4 separate regions of the Sus scrofa genome follow, and regions 1, 2 and 4 are each linked to region 3. The links are chromatin contacts, called in public HiChIP or PLAC-seq maps. All regions are on one chromosome and are shown on one strand. Each heading gives the region's core, a stretch centred on a gene start, on an enhancer-like site or on the middle of the called end of the contact. The rest is flanking DNA. Distances are from core to core; before and after follow the strand shown. Region 1 has its middle 40 kb from the start of FOS. Region 2 holds the start of JDP2 (jun dimerization protein 2). Region 3 holds the start of NEK9 (serine/threonine-protein kinase Nek9). Region 4 holds the start of PROX2 (prospero homeobox protein 2).

Evidence for each region. HiChIP or PLAC-seq counts read pairs in DNA pulled down with a chosen protein or histone mark.
Region 1: an H3K27ac HiChIP or PLAC-seq map of alveolar macrophages shows a contact between it and region 3. The contact joins the enhancer-like site here to the promoter of NEK9 in region 3. A contact is called at or near these places in 4 of 5 promoter capture datasets (fetal skeletal muscle, liver and skeletal muscle), 19 of 47 Hi-C or Micro-C datasets (adipose tissue, blood, embryonic fibroblasts and 7 more) and 2 of 2 datasets of contacts at active chromatin or transcription factors (alveolar macrophages and skeletal muscle).
Region 2: a contact with region 3 is called in an H3K27ac HiChIP or PLAC-seq map of alveolar macrophages. The contact joins the promoter of JDP2 here to the promoter of NEK9 in region 3. A contact is called at or near these places in 1 of 5 promoter capture datasets (liver), 6 of 47 Hi-C or Micro-C datasets (adipocytes, alveolar macrophages, embryonic fibroblasts and 2 more) and 2 of 2 datasets of contacts at active chromatin or transcription factors (alveolar macrophages and skeletal muscle).
Region 4: an H3K27ac HiChIP or PLAC-seq map of alveolar macrophages shows a contact between it and region 3. The contact joins the promoter of PROX2 here to the promoter of NEK9 in region 3. A contact is called at or near these places in 3 of 5 promoter capture datasets (fetal liver, liver and skeletal muscle) and 1 of 2 datasets of contacts at active chromatin or transcription factors (alveolar macrophages).

Annotation. Positions count from the first base shown.
Region 1 is chr7:98,487,994-98,490,775 of Sscrofa11.1, forward strand. No RefSeq gene overlaps it. Among named protein-coding and RNA genes, the nearest start is that of FOS, 40 kb to the left of the region's middle. Within about 2 kb of position 1,303, at least 8 of the 83 cell types and tissues checked have an H3K27ac peak or open chromatin away from gene starts, as enhancers often do. A contact at or near this core is called in alveolar macrophages, where this site is marked.
Region 2 is chr7:98,572,985-98,575,750 of Sscrofa11.1, forward strand. It overlaps JDP2 (jun dimerization protein 2), which reads left to right and starts at 1,402. Exons shown (of 4, transcript XM_021099535.1): 1 at 1,402-1,559. It also overlaps the pseudogene LOC110261758.
Region 3 is chr7:98,320,714-98,323,588 of Sscrofa11.1, forward strand. NEK9 (serine/threonine-protein kinase Nek9) reads right to left here and starts at 1,359. Exons shown (of 22, transcript XM_003356752.4): 1 at 986-1,359. The coding sequence starts at 1,204.
Region 4 is chr7:98,073,154-98,076,108 of Sscrofa11.1, forward strand. It overlaps PROX2 (prospero homeobox protein 2), which reads right to left and starts at 1,669. Exons shown (of 3, transcript XM_013989170.2): 1 at 922-1,669. The coding sequence starts at 1,669.

The DNA of each region.
Region 1 (2,782 bases), core at 53-2,552, 170 kb after region 3:
AGTAACTTAAGCTTCCTGATCCTCAGTTTCCTGGCCTCCAGAAGGGGATTTGTGCCGAGAAAAGAATTGGTACTGTGCCTGGCATACAGGGGTGTTTGATATGGTTGACATGTTGATGGCAATTGGAAAAACATTAAATAAAAATCCAAGGCATATAGCATGAAGCCTGCTTTATAAGGCTCACCTATGACATTTCAGGGGCGTTTCAGCCAGTGTCAGACTGATGAGGAATATGATCTAGGTTGGTGGTGGGTGTTCCCCTGCCCCCCACCTCAAGGCCATGTTCACTGTCTAGGAAGGACTTCTGAAGGACGGCAGCAGTAAAAACATGTATCAATTTGTCTTTCAGAAACAGGCAATATCTCAATGTGTCCAGCTCCTAAAATAGCACATTTGCGCCTTTAAAAATTCTGTGGTTTAAATAAAAATCAATGGCAGGGGAAAACGAAAAGGCACAGGATATCTGAATTGGAATAAATTTGAATTGTATTGCAACTAGGGGGTCTCGCAATTTTCTGCCCCGTGGCTCATAACTTTTCGGAGCCTCAGTTTTTCCAAGTATTGACACTCCTCAAGATAAAGTGGGGCAAAAAGCAATATATGGGCAAGTTTTAGCTTAGGGCCCCAGTCATAATCATTAATACCCTTTATGAGGTTGTATATTTGAGGTGGCCTGGAACACAGGTTTTGAGGTTAGGTCTGGGTTAGACTTCTGGTTCTACCCTTCGGCTCTGCTACCTTGGGAAAGTTATTTTGTCTCAAGGGGTTTGTGCAGCCTAAGCACTAAGGTGTGTGATATCTGGCTTAGAGCAGGCATCCAACATTATAATGAGGTTCTCCTTGCCGCCTCCTGGTCTCATCACTCTTTGGCTTTTTGATCCTTGTAGAGCCTGAACCACATAACATAGCACTTGATTATACACTGCCTTATATTGTCCTCTTGTTTTTTTCTCACATGCTCAACTCTGGCTCTTTTCATGAAGCTCAGGTCCTTGAAGGTGCCACCTGGGATGTAGATTTCTTTAGTATTCCCTCCAGGAACTCCTATGTGTACATGCTCCATAAATCTTTCCTGCCTTGAATTGAGTCTGATCGATGGGTCTTTCCCCAATGATTTCTCAAGGCTTCACCCAGATTGAGCTGAAACCCTTGGGAAAAATTGCAGCTGCCTGCCTAAGTCCCCAGTGACTGGAGCTGTTGGCTTTGCTGAAAATGACAAATGGAGAAGCTCAAGGGCCTGAGTGCCACCGCAGGCATCGGACAGCTAAGGAGAGGGGGCTGCTCAGCCCCCCTCCCTGTCTCTCCCAGCCACCTGACTCAACAGCAGTGCCTGTGGCTTTGTGGGACAGCTGTGGCCTTAAATGGCACCAGAGCTTAAGACGCTTCCCTTATTTACATAGCCGCTGTTTTAATGCCTAAGAGCAGTCCTTCTGTGGTCCCAGTAGGTAATCCGAATGAAAAGTTAAACAAACACGAACAAAGTGAGGGAGGGGTAGGGTAAGGATCTGGCTGCAGATTTTCAACATTCGCCTTTTGTTTCTCCAAAAGAATATGCCATTTAAAAGGGGAACTTTCCACCCTCCCAATTCCTCAATTATTTCGAATAGTTTACCCACTAGAAGAAGGACTAGAGACTCATTAAAGTCAAATAGTTGACCTTCAGTGTTGGGGCAGAGCTGAGGGATGGGTATGCTAATTTGCATATCTAAAGTAGCTTGTGAGTGTATTTGCATAATTCAAGACTGTAGTATGGGTATCAGGCTACTTTGTAGAACCCAAATCTTTTTTTTTTCCCTTTTGATTTTAGGGGTTGTAAAGTCCTTTGTTCATGCACTAATTTAACAAATATTTATTGAGCTAGGGGCTGGGTCCTGTGACTATCAGGTTTATTCACTGGGCAAATATATGTTAAATCCCCTACAGGCAGGCCCTGTGTCAGGTGCTGGGGACAGAAGCATGAATGAGATAGGTATGGGGTCTAGCTCTGCAGACCCAGTGGGGATTAAGAGGCAAATGAATGGCCAGTATAATGTATAGTGCAAATTGCTAGGAGGGATTTCACAGGTTGCTAAGGAAGTTCTCAGTGAGAATCCCAGATCTAGACTTGGGAGTTCAGGAGGAAGTCACAGCTAAACTAAGCCTGATAGAAAAATAGGGCGAGTTCCCATTGCGGCTCAGAGGTAACAAACCTGATTATTATCCATTAGGATGAAGGTTCGATCCCTGGCCTTGCTCAGTGGGTTAAAGGATACGGCTTTGTTGTGTACTGTGGTGTAGGCTGCACACTTGGCTAGGATCTGGCATTGCTGTGGCTGTGGCATAGGCCAGTGGCTATATCTCGGATTCATCCCCTAGCCTGGGAGCTTCCATATGCCATGGGCGTGGCCCTAAAAAAAAACGAAAACCAAAAAAAACCACAAAAACTCCCTGCACACACACAACTCTAAAAATAGGAGCTGGCCGGGTGTGGAGGTGGCTGTAGTGAGACAGGAGGGAAACTCTTTATAGACAGAGGATGTACGAAAGAATGGGAGGAGATAGGCTAGGTTACGCTGCAGTAAAAGAACTGCTCCCCCCACAAAGTAGCTTAACACGAGAACTGTTTCTTTCTCCCTCAAGAGAAGTTTGATGTGCATTCAGGGCAACTGTCCTCCATGTGGTGACTCAGTGATCCAGGATGCTTCCATCTCAAGACTCCACCATTTCAATATGTGGCTGAGGAAGAAGAGAGAGGGAGAAGCATTGGAAATTTATAGCTTTAACCCAGATGTAACCACTGGCT
Region 2 (2,766 bases), core at 152-2,651, 250 kb after region 3:
TCTTAATCCACCAAGCGCCCCCCTCCCCGAACCCCATTCAGGACTTTTTTAGTTGCAGGTAATAGGAAACCTAAATTTAAACTGCCTTAGGCTGGGTCACTTGCTCCTCCCTGAGAGCTAGAGGTAGATCAGCTCCAACCAGCAAGGCAGGGCGAAGCAGACCAACATCTATATAAATGAGCCAATTTATGGCCCCTCCATCCAGCCACTTCCAGAGGCGATGACTACACAGAGGGGTCTAGTAGGGGGCAATGTGGCTGGAGATTTTGAAGCTGTGTTTACACAGTATTCTATATAAAATTAAAAAGCATCCATATCAAATAATGGAGGAGACCTAATGGATATTATAGAAAGATGGAGGGGGTTAAAGACCTCCAAGTTACCCCTTGGTGCCACCTGGAAGCATATTTAATTTGCGAGTGAAGCAAAGGTCCATTCGTACTGCAGTGGCCCAGCCACGTCCAAAGCAGGCCCTGGAGAGGATCACTCGAACCACACAGTAATTACTGGTCCCCACACATAGATCAGTTTAGTTTTTCCAAAGTCCCAGATGAAGACGCATAAAGTAACACAGCCCCTGTTCAGTGTTTTCTTCCATATAAATGTTCAGACCCAGTCTCTTCTTTTTTTAAGGGCCACACCCTCGGCATGTGGAAGTTCCCAGACTAGGGGTCAAATCGGAGCTGCAGCTGCCAGCCTACATCACAGACACAGCAAGGCAGGATCCAAGCCGCATCTTCAACCTATACTGCAGCTTGTAGCAACACCCGATCCTTACCCACCGAGCGGAGCCAGGGATCCAACCCCATCCTCATGGATACTAGTCGGGTTCGTTACCACTGAGCCACAACGGGAACTCCCAGACCACAGTCTCACGGGGGAAACGTCGGAAGGCGGGCTCGTGGTAGTCAGCTTTGATCTTCATGCTGTAGTCAAGGTGTCGTTGACCTTTCTGGGGCTGAGAGTCATGTTCTTCCACAAGACTGTGAAATTACTACACATTTTCCATTGTTCAATCTTTTAGGACCAAGGCGAAGGTGAAAATGGTCAGTCAATGTCATTGGGACTTGCTCTGTCTATCCTCCCATAAGCCCAGTCCTCTGATCCAGAAAGATTTCCCTACATTGAGGCAATAAGGAGAACAGGACCTCACCGTCCTCCCCATGAAGAGACGTGCTCCCTGGCCTCTGCTCCCTTGCCGCATCTATCTCAAGACTTGTTGCTCTCTCTCTGAGCATCTGCACTCCAAGAAGGCATGAACTTTTTCTTTCACTTCCTTTCTTCTATGGGTGATGATCTGACATCACTGCGAAAGGGAGGCTGAAGGAAGCTGAATATAAACAGAGTCACTCCCCTGTGGCTGAGGCAAAAGGCAGGGGGTGGCTGAGCACCCAGGGGGTCTGGAGGGAGGACATGCATCGCTCAGTGCCAAGGTCTCGGATGCCACATGTGTGCTTGAGGGCTCCGTGTGCCTGTGCCTTTATATACTGAAGGCACTGAGGAGGACACATTTCCTCTGGAGTCACCCCCAACCATCTCCCAATGTAGGAGGACGAAAGGTAGGAGCTGAATTGGCAGTGGAAGTTGTAAATGGGGAAGAAGGTCATTTGGCTTGGGGCTGGCTCAGGGGAGTGTCCTGAGCAGAAAGAGGCTGCTGGAGCGGGACACACAGCACAGGGGTCAAACTGTGAGAACCACCTGGAAAGCCGCGGCTGGGGCTGCAGCCCAAGGACGGCAGGTCTCTTGCCCTGAGCCACCCTAGGGCTTAAGCGCAGCTGTGATGACCTGGTGGGCTAGTGGGTAGGGGGTGGAGGTACCCAAACGTCTTAATCCTCTGTTCATCTTCTGCACAGAAAAATGAAACAGGCTTGCGAGATCATTTCCTCACTCAGTGCTGAAGTGTCCAAGGATGAAAAAGTGTGTTGAAATTCTCCTTTCTCTTCTCTTCTCTGTCTCTCTGTCTCTCTGTCTCTGTCTGTCTCTGTCTCTGTCTCTGTCTCTGTCTCTCTCGGTTTGGGAAAAAGAGCTAAGGACTAAGGAGGATGGTTCCACACAGGCAACATCTGCTTCAAGGGGCTTTTCCACTTGTCCCGCGCTGCCTTCTCACTCCTCTCGGCCGGACCCGTGTTTCTGGGTGGAAGCCGGGCGGCTGTGCGCTGGAGATGCTCTTACATAACCGCCCGCCGCGTCCTGCTTTCTCGCGCGCTCCTGCACCGCGGGCTGGGAGAACCGGGGACAGCGATGGAACCCGGGCCGGCGCTGCGGGGCCGGGGCCGCCCCCGCGGGGAGAGGAGCGCGAGGAGGAGGGCGCGAAAGGCGGCGGGGGAGGTGAAGGTCAGTGGGTGCGAAGCGCCGGATCCACACCCCCCTCCTCCCCTGTCCCCTCCTTCCCTTCCTCTCCGTCCCCCTCTGACGTCTGGAGTTGGCAGCTCGGCCGGTTCCGCATTCCCGACCCCTCCCCGCCGCCCAGGGGCCGCTATATAGCCGGGGCTGATGCAACCCGTCCCGCCGCCCGCCACAGCCTGCGGGAGGGACGCTCGGCGGCCGCGACGGGGGGCGCTGGCGGCGGCGGACGCTGCAGCGGCGGCGGGGCTGGCGCCGCGGCGGCTCCCGGGCCGGGACAGGCCTGGGCACCGGGCGGAGCTCGGCAGCCGGGCGGCAGCGGCGCTGAGCGGGCACGGCGCCTGCAGCCGGGCCCCGGCCCCGGGGGCGCCGCCTCCGCCCGCGGCTTCTGCACGGTGGGTGCGAGGGCGCGCGCCGGGGGGC
Region 3 (2,875 bases), core at 109-2,608:
ATTTTAACAGTAACTCTATATATTAATTTTGCAACCACTTCTCTCCTCCTCCATCTTTTAGCCTTAAAAGTATGCTAGCTTGGAACACAAAACAGCACTGCAGATAATCATCTTCAGCAACCCCATAAGGTTCTGATTGATGCTTAACTATTCCAAGACTACAGTTTTAAGCCTTTAGTGATCAAATCGAGTTTATGGTTAGCTTTTGGAAGGAGAGTCACCACTACAGGGTTTTAATCAGTACACATTCTGAATCTGAGGATCAATAATCCACGAATCTCTTCAATGGATGTGTATATGTGTAATAATGGATTGGTGGGAGGCAATGTTTACATTAGATTCTCAAAGAAGTCCTTATCCCTGGCAAAGTTAAGAACTAATGGCTTAGAATACACCAAAAAAAAAAAAAAAAAAAAAAAAAAATCCCATGCATAAACGCTGCTGGATGAGGAAGAAACCGACACAAGACAATCTTCCCAGCGACATTCGAGAAAAATCTCGAACTCAATGTTCACATCTAAACTCAAAGCTATGGCAAAGATAGCGGGGTTGACATGGATGTGGGAAATTTGAAGCTATCCCCTCCTCTCCACCCCGACCTTGGAGAGCTGTACAGAATGAGAGGGGAAGGAAGTTTTGACGAGATCTAACACTCGTATACCATTTTAATATACAATTTGGAAAGAATCCCCGTTCGATTCTCAAAACAACCTTAAAAAAATAAACATTACTTTTAAGGCAGATAGTTACCACTAACTCCAACTTACAGATGGGGAAACTAAGGCTTAGAGAAGGTTCAATGACTTGCGTTTAAGAAAAAAAAAAAATGACCAGTTAGTAAAACCAGCGATCCAACCAACTCTGAGGGCAAGTGAGGTGGCCGAGTGGTGAGGACCCCGAGACACATAACTGCGGGCGCCCTGACACTAAGTAAGGACGAGGCGCGGGGAGAGCCGGGCCGCGCAGGCGGGACGGGGGCGGCTACCTCGGTGCGGCGGTACAGCGTGGCTTCCCCGAAGGCGCCGCGTCCCAGGACGCGGATGGGGATGTAGTGCAGCTCCTCCTGCTCCGCCGCGCCGCCGCCGGCTCGCGGCCCCGGACCCGCGTTGGGCCCCGGGCCCGCGTCCCCGCCACCCCCCGACTCGCTCCCAAAGTCCGAGTTGAGGGAATCGCAGTGTCGCTCGTACTCGCCCAGCACCGACATGGCGGCGGCGGCGGCGGCGGCGGGACCGGCCTGCGTGTCCCCGGCGGTGCTGGCGGCGCTGCGCCGCTCCCGCTTCAGACACCGACCCGCGGCTTCGCCAGCCCCGCCACCCCGCGAGGCTCCATGGTGGCTCCTTCCCCCCTGACCCGGAAGCAGCTGCGGGTGCTTCCGGCCCGGCGGGGGTTTCCTCCGCCTTCGCCCGCCAGCTCGCTTAGCCTCGGGGCCAAGACTTCTCTCCTTCCCGGTTGTGAGGAAAACGAGGCCTCGGGCGGAGTTGGTAGCACTTCGTGGGGGCTGCATGGAGCCAAAGGGCTCTGGCAGGGGCAGGGACATCACCGACCGGTCTAAAGACCCCTCGGCTGAGCCCTGGCCAGGTCCCCAGACAGTTTTGAGGTGCAAAGGTTGTTCAGTCTCATCTTGGCCACAGACCTATTTCAACGGCAGTGGCTGGGGAAGCAGTCTCTTTCAACGTCAGATAGCGCCCTTTGTTTAGAAAGAGGTTATAGTAAAGACACACGAAGAGTAAAGATAAGCAGAAATACTTGCCCCCCCACCCCCACCCCACCCTGTCATCTCAGTCAGTGCACCGGTTACTTCTTCCAGAACTACCCTGGGTCCTTCCCTTTTCCACACAATTCTAGGTGTTTTAAGTCAACTATCATGACAATCTCCCCCTCTTTTTCAGATTTCACATTCTTCCATGTCTTTAAAAATCTTTGCCCATCTAGTCCCGCGATTCTTCGAACACCAGGTGCAAGATACTGCATTTGGAGGTGGGGATCTGCAAAGAGATGCTTCCTGCTCTCAAGTCACTAAGAAAATTGTGATAGAGTGGAAACATGTTCCATCCGTTTTGTGACCGTGGGCAAGTTACATCTCCAAGGTTGTCTTTCAGTCGTAAAGTTGTGGGACTATGAGGTTGTCTTTCAATTGTAAGGTTGTGGCAATATGACCTACAGAGGTAACAGCTAACATTTATTATGTTCCTGGCACTATGCTAAAGGTTTTTGTTGTTGTTGTTGTTGTTTTTGTTTTTGCCATTTCTTGGGCTGCTCCCGTGGCATATGGAGGTTCCCAGGCTTGGGGTTCAATCTGAGCTGCAGCCGCTGGCCTACGTCAGAGCCACAGCAACGCGGGATCCGAACCGAGTCTGTAACCTACACCACAGCTCACGGCAAAGCCGGATCCTTGACCCACTGAGCAAGGCCAGGGATCGAACCCAAAACCTCATGGTTCCTAGTCTGATTCGTTAACCACTGAGCCACGACGGGAACTCTGCTAAAGGTTTTCTTTTCATGTATCATCCCATTTAATCCTCGTAGCATACAGAAGGAACTGAGAGGGGTTAAGTAACCTGCTGTGTTACACAGCTAGTGAGGGAGCCAAAGCCAGCAACATGGCAGTGGAAAATTGGAGATTTTTAAGCAGGGGAGTGTATTATTTTTGTGACTATATGTCCCGGTTTGCTGGGGCAAGTCACAATTTGTACCTTTTCCTCTAGCATAATAGTCTCCTTTTGCTCACGTGCCCAGCTCAGACAATAAACAATATGGTTACTTTATATAATACCAAAGCTATATTTTACCAAGAACTCTGATGGCAAAATGAAAGACAAAGACTGGAGGCCAGAAGACAGGCACTGAGGTACTATCAGTGTGAATGGAGATGGGG
Region 4 (2,955 bases), core at 419-2,918, 250 kb before region 3:
CCTTCCATAGGGTACTTGTTGTTTGGGGGGAGCCCCCTCGGGTTTAAAAACAAACACATCCTTTCAGACCCAAAAGACTAAGTCAGTAGTGGTAGAATCTGATGTGTCAGGGAGGAAGGGAAAGGAACTTTCCAGCATCCTTAAATCCCAGAATGTGGACACTGCTTTCTTGGGAAGATAACATATATGAGCCTAGGGATTGAGTGGGCCCGAAAGACTTAGTAAGGAGACCACTGGGGAAGCGAGCTGTTCCCTACGCCAGGTAGTTCTTTGTTCCCACCTCCCCTCATTGTCCTGTCTCGGGCTCCTGTTTCTCTGGGCTGTGACAATGAGAACGTCAGTGACTAGTAAAGGATACGTGGGCTGAAGAGAAAGGAAGGGCGTCCATGGCGGCCTGCGGGCCCCCCTGCTCCATTTTCACCGAGGGAATGATGGGCAGTCTTTCCAGACAGGAGGCCATGAAGGGCCAGGGGCACTGCTGCCGGCTCAGAGCCAGCGGTCGCAATGTGGCAGCTCCCCAAGGTCGCAGGGCCGCCTCCGACGAGGGGTGACTCTGGGGAGACGAGTCCTGGGGAAGACTGCTGCTCCAGTGGCCACCGGGTCCCTGGCCCAGGAGCTGGCTGACAGTCTGATCTTCCTGGACGTGGGCAGGCACAGTCAAGGGACAGTTTGCTGGGGGACCCGGATAGGGTTTGGGGAGCATTCTTGGAGAGACGGGGAACCTGGGAGAATCTAGAGCCTTGGCCAGAGGCAAGTTTCCCAGCGGCCCCCCCACCTGTGGCTGGGCCCTCCTGGGCAAGGCAGCCGGAGAAAGTTGGTCTTTCCAGGCACCTGCCTCAGGAGATGACGGCTCGTCTGGCACCAGCCCCTGGAAGCGTCTGCTCAGCTGAGTCAGGGGCCCTGGTGGATCCAGTAGCAGCTTTTGTAATACTGAGTCTACAGCCTGGGATATTGCCCCCGTCAATTCTTTCTTCAGAATCACCAGCAAAGCCCGTGCTCCAGAAGGAAGGAACCTGGCTTCCTCAGACTGATATGTGACCTCAGACACGGTCTGTTTCTCCACCCTGGAGAGGGCCCCGCTGGAACCCTGGAGGTGGTCACTGTCCATAGCCCAGGGCTGAGACCCATAGCCATTCATCTGCTTTACCCTCAGAGGGCCCGTCCCCGTGTCACAGCCTCCTGGGCCCTCCTGGGCCCTCCTGGGCTCAGCAGCCTGCAGGAGGTGCTCTTGCAGGTGTCTTAGCTGTTGCTTCAGCAGGTGAAGCTGTTCTCTCACCCGAGGGCTCCCCTTCCTGCTGCCCCGGTCCCCGGCAGGGCCTGGCCTCAGGGGGCCTTGCTGCGCAGGAAGGCTCTGCTTCCTCTTCCGCTCCTGGGCCTTCTCTGGGCAGCAGGGGCTGTCCCTGGCTGGGGCACTGCCTGGCACCAGAGGGTTAGGGGAGAGGCACATGCCTCGGACAATGGTCTCTACTCTGGCCCTCTTTGCCTGGACGTGCTCATCCCAAAACCAGTCAGGGTCGGCCAGGCTGGAGCTGGGGGCCTGGGTCCAGGGAAAGGGAGAGTGTCTGCCCTGCTCCCCAGGGGCCGGGCTCCCTCCATCTTCCATACACGGTTCGGCCCGGTGCGAGCAGGCCTGGGACGGATGAGCAAGCAAGCCGGAGTTTGGATCCATCCTTAGCTCCACAGAGGCTGTTAGTCAGGGTCACGTGAGAGAATCCCTCCTCCTGAGGTTCTCAGCGGGAGGTGCACCCGGGAGCTGGGGGCTTCTCCTCTTCACTTGGAGGAAGGATTCAGACTCCGGAGTCCCAGGGCTTATTCACCTCCTGGGCAGACTCTGAAATGGGAGACAGGAGAAAACAGTACCTGTGACTTTGAACACACTTTTCAAACTTGTTTGTGTGGAAGGATCCCCTTTGAATCCTGTTAAAATGCAGATTCTGACTCAGCAGGTCTGGGGTGGGGCAGAGAATCTGCCTTCGTAATCAACTCGCAGGTGATGCTGTTGGTCCAGACCACACTTTGGGGAGGAAGTTCCTAAGAGCGATCCTCTAAGGAGAAGATTCTTCTGCCGGGGTAACAGGAAAATAATCCATAATAATAATAACAACAGAAATGGCAGCTAACGGCATAACTGCATTGTGCCAAGAACATTACATGCATTACCCAACTGAATTCTCCTAACAGCTCTGAAGGAATGTGGTCATTCCTATTTTACACATAAGGAAACAGGCTCAGAGGAGTTAAGTTACCTCCCTACAGTTAGTGCGAGGCTGGAATCAGAACAAGATGTTTCTGGATTCAGAGTGACAATCTGGAACAGAATCACCCTGCCCACTTGTTAAAAATAGCAAATTCAATGGGTCCACCAGTCCTGCTTAATCAGAATCCCTCAGCTGCCCGGGGCCAAGGCACCTGCCTTTGAAATAAGCAAACTAAAGTTTGAGAACCTACTGTTTGACCACAACTCTGTCTCGCTCCTGGAAGAATCAGATTACGCAGTCATAGTTCAACATTTCACAGCACTTATTAAGCACCGACTATACACCAGGCCTTCTTCTGGGCTTTTGGATAGTCGGTGATGAACAAGACAGCAGCCTTGCTCTTGCGGAGCTGGATTCTAGCAGGGGAAGAAAGAATCAGTAAGTATATTTTCAGGTTGTGATAACTGTTGTGAAGAAGAAGCACAAGAGATAAAAGCTCTGGGATGAACGAGGGCCCATTGAAAGGTAATGAGCAATATGGCCTTATTTAGTTTTATCTTTTTTTTTTTTTTTGTCTTTTTCTAGGCCCACTCCTGCGGCATATGGAGGTTCCCAGGCTAGGGGTCTAATCAGAGCTGTAGCCACCAGCCTATGCCAGAGCCACAGCAACGCAGGGTCTGAGCCATGTCTGCCACCTATACCACAGCTCATGGCAACCCCAGATCCTTAACACACTGAGTGAGGTCAGGGATTGAAC